Regions from separate parts of the Macaca mulatta genome. Here region 1 is linked to region 2. Evidence: chromatin contacts called from public Hi-C data. All regions are on one chromosome and are shown on one strand. Each heading gives the region's core, a stretch centred on a gene start, on an enhancer-like site or on the middle of the called end of the contact. The rest is flanking DNA. Distances are from core to core; before and after follow the strand shown.

Evidence for each region. Hi-C and Micro-C count contacts between places; a contact is called where the count stands out from the background.
Region 1: a contact with region 2 is called in a Hi-C map of fetal cortex germinal zone, with 2.6 times the contacts expected there. The contact joins the promoter of LRRC25 here to the promoter of PGPEP1 in region 2. A contact is called at or near these places in 3 of 14 Hi-C or Micro-C datasets (cortical neurons, fetal cortex germinal zone and liver).

What each region holds. Positions count from the first base shown.
Region 1 is chr19:18,960,683-18,963,382 of T2T-MMU8v2.0, forward strand. It overlaps LRRC25 (leucine rich repeat containing 25), which reads right to left and starts at 1,393. Exons shown (of 6, transcript XM_077978481.1): 1 at 1,259-1,393. It also overlaps a transcript of SSBP4 not described here.
Region 2 is chr19:18,874,903-18,877,602 of T2T-MMU8v2.0, forward strand. It overlaps PGPEP1 (pyroglutamyl-peptidase I), which reads left to right and starts at 1,449. Exons shown (of 5, transcript NM_001260688.1): 1 at 1,449-1,563. The coding sequence starts at 1,530.

The DNA.
Region 1 (2,700 bases), core at 143-2,642, 86 kb after region 2:
TCACCTGCTGGGTTCAAGCCATCCTCCCGTCTCGGCCTCCGAAGTGCTGGGACTACAGGCACACGCTGCCACCATGTGCGACCTCCCATGGAGCTTCTTAAAATCCCATCCTCTTCTCGCCGTTCCACACCCTTCCATGGCTCCCTATTGCTCTTAGAAAAAAATCTCACCCCCTCCCCGCTGGGCGTGGTCTAGCTCTCTGCGTTCCCTGCTATCATCCCCCTCTTCTTCCCACTGCTCCTGCCACGGTTGCCTCCTGGCCCTGCCTCCTGCCTCCAGCGCCTTCGCCATGTGCCCACCTCAGGGCCTAAGCACTTGCTGTGACTACAGTCTGAATATTCCACTTCGAGGTCTTTCAAATCCACCCCCCCTCCCCGTTATTAATTTTTCCTCCCCGCCCTGCCCGGCCTTTGCGTGGGTGAGGGGGCCCTTTCTGCCGGTTCTGCCCCCGCAAGGCGTGCGCCCTGGTTGGGAGTGAGCGCGGCTCAGCCTCCCCGACGCCGCGTGGGACCCAGGGCCCGCTACCCTCGCACTTTCCCGCCGGCGCCCAGGCTGTGTTTGGAGATCCTTCCCAGTTGCCATGAGAACCGCGCTCCTCGCTCCCGCCCTCCGCGCCTCCCCCATCGCAACTCTCTGGGCCGCCGGCGCCTCCGCCTCCCTCCCTCCTTCCCTCCCTCCCTCCGCCTCCGCCCTCCCCCGGGAGCCCGGCCGACCCTGCCGTCGCCCGTCCTGTCACCAGGGGTCCCCTCCCTCTTACGCACGTGGCACTCCCTGAAATTGCCCCAACTGACTCGCCAGCTTTTGACTGTCCACCTCCCCCATCAGATTCTGGGCTCTAAAAGGCAGCAACGTGTACCGGCTGGGTCTCCGGAGCCCAGCACACAGAAGGCGCTCAATGCATGTTTAATGGGGTGAAGACTCACATTGGCCCAAGGAACCGTGGCTCACGGGGCGAGGGACCCCACCGGGGCACACGGGGCCCTGGTGAGCCACGGAGCTTTGGGAGGTTAAATTCGGGGTGCCAGGAGGGGCATCTGCCGGGCCTGGGAGCCCCGACTGACACCAAGGCTCTGTGTGACTTTGGGTGAGCCACACCCTCTCTGTGCTTCATTAGGGGTAGGCGCTGGGTGGGCAGTGGTGGGGGCGGTCTTTAGGATGAGAGTGACCTGGACGCCGAAGCCCATGCTTCCCGTGGCCCCCCAGGCTCCGGGCCGTCGCCAGCCCGAGGCCCTGCGGAATTGTGCGAGCCCCTCCTTACCGCAGCCGGGGCCCGGAGGCCCGCTGGAGAGGAAGCTGGGGGAGGGGGCGGCCGGCTGGACAGGAAGTGAGAAGGGCTGGCGTCCCCCCTCCCGCGCCGAGGCCCCTCGGGGAGGAGGCGGGGCTGGGGCCGGCCCTGCCCTTCCCTTCCTCTCCGCGGGTCTGGAGCCCCAGCGGCTCCCGACTTCCCGCCGGCCAGAAGGCTTGGGGTGGGGGCGGAAGGGTTCTCACGTACTGGGGGGCCGGCCTCTATCGGGGAGGCATCTGGGGGTCAGCTGGCAGCGAGAGACGTCCACACATTCACACACAAACACACACACGAAACATGACCGCACAGCCACACACAGTTCCCAGGGAGCTGGCGGCCTACCCACGCGCGGAGGCACACACGTGCACATTCGGCACACATTTGTGCACACAACCTCACTGGGCAGCTTGGCCCGACTCGGACCCATAACTGCCACCGCGCACCCAGGGACAGTCGCCGAGACAGCGATCACTTACTGGGTGTTTGCCAGCTCCCCACGCACAAGGATGCACACGTGCACTCACACAGGAGCCGCGTGTTAGCACACACATAGAAAAAAAAAGGAATAGCCGTGGCAAACACAGAAACATCTAGACCTAGAGTCAACTGCACCGCCTTCCCGTACCCTGCCTGTCCACACACGACCCATTGGTACGCGGACACCCGTGCCCTGCGGGGGTCCCTGCCTCAGTATCCGCCCCCACTCTCTCTGAACACCCTTGGTGGGGGGATGAAGGGTCCTAGAAGGGGAAAAGGGCACCCACTGCCTGCACCCTGACTCCCGCAGACAAAGGTGGGATGCATCCCATTTACAGCTCACAGCACCGAGGCAGAGAAGCCCAAACCCAGCACCTAGTATTGTAACCGGGTGTTATTTGAGGGTGGTGCCGGGTGGCTCCCACAACCTGGGTATTATAGGAACTTTGTTTCTGTGTGTCTGGATTGTGTCTGTGTTGTGTGACTTCGGGCGGGAGGCTGAGTGCCCGCAGGCCCTGTGACTCTGGAGCTAGGTAGGGTGTGGTTCTCAGGAGGCCGCAATAGTGCGCCCCAAGGTGACTGTGAGTTAACGGCGTGGGCTCTGTCCACGGCTGTTGGAAGCTGTGGCATGGCCTTGCATAAGCGTGCTTCTGCGTGAGGCTGGGTGCCTGCGTGCGGTGGCCTGTGTTTAGTTGTTCCAGGACGGCCACTGTGAGCTGGGTGTGTGGCAGTGTATGTGTGTCGCTGGGCGGGCTGTGTGTGCGGTGGTTCCCACCCGTGCTGAGTGTGGGTAGCTCTGCAGGGTGAGACACCCAGTGTCACTGCCTGAGGCTTTATGGGGCTATCCGCAGTCGTTCCAGCAGCGGGGTATACTTTTGTTGTGTAAAGCGCTATGTTAAGTGTCGCTGCAAATGTGTGTGGCTGGGTGTACAATTTGG
Region 2 (2,700 bases), core at 199-2,698:
GGGAGGCTGAGGTGGGAGAATCGCTTGAACCCGGGAGGCAGAGGTCGCAGTGAGCCAAGATCACACCACTGCACTCCAGCCTGGGCGACAAGAGTGAAACTACGTCTCAAATAAATAAATACATAAATAATTTCTGCTTAATAATACCTGGGGGACTAAATAATCTGTACAACAAACCCCCATGACACGAGTTTATCTATATAACCTGCACATGTGCCCCATAACTTAAAAGTTAAAAAAAATTAAAAATGATTACTGGCCAGGCGTGCTGGTCCACACCTGTAATCCCAGCACTTTTGGGAGGCCAACGGGGCAGATTGCTTGAGCTCAGGAGTTCGAGACCAGCCTGTGCAACATAGTGAAACTCCCGACTCTACAAAAATTAGCTGGGTGTGGTGCCACACACCTGTAGTCCCAGCTACTCAGAAGGCTGAGGTGTGAGGATCAGTTGAACCCTGGAGGTCAAGGTTGTAGTGAGCTATGATTGTGCCACTGCACTCCAGCCTGGGTAACAGAGACCCTGTCTCCAAAAAAATAAAATAAAATAAAATAAAATAAAATAAATAAAATAGAGAGAGAGAAAGGAAATAATTTCTGAGCTTTATTGCTCTAAAGAGGATGGAACCAGGGAATAAGATGGAAATACTAGGGGGTAGCAGTGGGGTCATTTCAGCCAGGGAGGGCCAGAAGGAACCCTCAGAGGAGGTAATAGGATAGCAGGGAAGTGACAGCCAGAGAAGGCCCCAAGGAGAAAGTGACAGTTCACCCCTCAGAGGAGGTGACAGCCAGGGAGAGGAGGGCGCCTGGGAGAAGGCGACATTGGAACACTGGAGCTGAGGGCTGAAGGCGGCCAGCTTCGCAGGTACCTGCGGGGTGTGCTCCGGCGGAGGGAACAGGAGGTGCAATCGCCCTCCCCCATTAGCCTCCTAGGACCATGGGGTCCTGCAGAGAACCTTCTGGCACCACACAAATGTGGTTGCCGTGTTTTTCCTTTTTTACTCCGTCCTCCCCTACCCCCGCCAACTCCCTGGCCTGAATGCCGCTCCTGTGACCCCTCGAGGTGAGTGGCCTCGGGGAAGTGGCAATCTGTGCCTCAGTTTCCTTATCTGGAAAACAGGCCTTGCTCGCGGGGACTCCCCTCCCTAATTCTGGGCAGTATGCATGCATAGGGCAGGCCCTCAATGAACTCTTATAGAATAAAGGACCGGCTCGTCCCCAGCACCTGACTCAGTGCGTACACCCTACGGCATAAGATGTTCCCATTTTGCAGACGGGGAAACGGAGGTTGGGGAGGATGGTGATAGCCGTCGGGGGCTGGGTTCAGTGTCGGAGGCAGAGCGCAGGGCGCGCACGCTGCGTCTCGGGCCCGCGGGCGCGCACGCCTAGCGCCTGACCGGGGGCGTGGAAGGGGGCGTGGAGGGGCGTGGCCTTGCGGGGCTGTGAGGCTACCGCGGCTGCGAGGCTACCGCGGCTGCAGCTGTCGCGCCAGTCGGAACAGAAGCGGGTCCGAGGCGCAGCCCAGTCCCGCCATGGAGCAGCCGAGGAAGGCGGTGGTAGTGACGGGTACGCTGGCTGATGGGGGCTGTAGCGGCAGCGGCCGGGGCGGCTCCGGGACTGCGGGGCCGGGCGGGGCAGGTGCTGGAAGTCCTCCCAGATTTGGAAGGTGTCATCGCCCGCGGGAGCCCTGCGCAGCCCAGGCTTCCTGGAAAGTGGAAGAGGAGGAGCCTCGGGGGTCCCAGGGTCGGGAGTCAGGGCAGTCAGGCGCGGGGATTGGGGGGCCGGGCAAATGCCCGGCGCCGCGCAGGTCCCCCTGGCGTCCTTTCCTTCCAAGGTAGGGATGGTGACCCTCCTGGCACCTGCCTGCTCTGTCTGGCCTGCGGGCTGGACTGGACCCTTCCTCCCTGCCCCTTCCGAGGTCCGGCCTGTCCCCACACCGCCCCCCCAACCCCCGGCCCCAGGGGACAAAGGCCGATTTGCGGGCAGGAAGTGTCCCAGTGACAAATGAACCTCCCAGTCACTGCTCGCCGCGCCCTGCGCTCGTGGGGGGCTGCTCCCCCAAGGCAGGGACAGGTGGGAGTCCGGGGACCTCGGGCGCTGGGGCTCTCCCAGCTGTCCCAGGGACTGTCTTCAGCGGAAACCTTTTGTGTTTTGTGCCGGGGCTGTTTGTTGGTGAGTCAGGGCCCCCGCTGTCACCGACTCCCCCCAACCCCCAAACCAACTGTTCCTCCTCTCTGAGACTCCGCCTCGGGGCCACGTGGGGCGCAAACTTCCGCTGGGGCCTCAGAGTCAGGGAATAGGGGGTGTCATTTTGACCTGCTGTCTGGAGGGGTCAGAGTGAGAAATCCCGCAAAGGTGCACACAGGTGTTTTGTGGCTGTTGAAGGGAGGTTGAGGCTGATCCTGGAGATTCAGGGAAGAGGGAAGAAACCAGACACCTGCTTAACAGGTGTGTGTAATTAGGAGGAGGGTCACTGCCCCCACCCCCTCCAGCCTTCCTTGATCTGGTTATTTATTCCAGCACTTTTTGAATGAGCTGATTACATCTTGACTGTCTCCATTTTGCAGAAAGGGAAACTGAGGCTCACAGAGGTCATCCAGTTTGTAAGGGGCTGAGCTGGGACTCAAACTTTGGCTGTACAGAAGGATAGAGTTAGGAGGTCCCCTTCTGAGCCACAGCCCCTACCTGCTATCCCAGGCTACA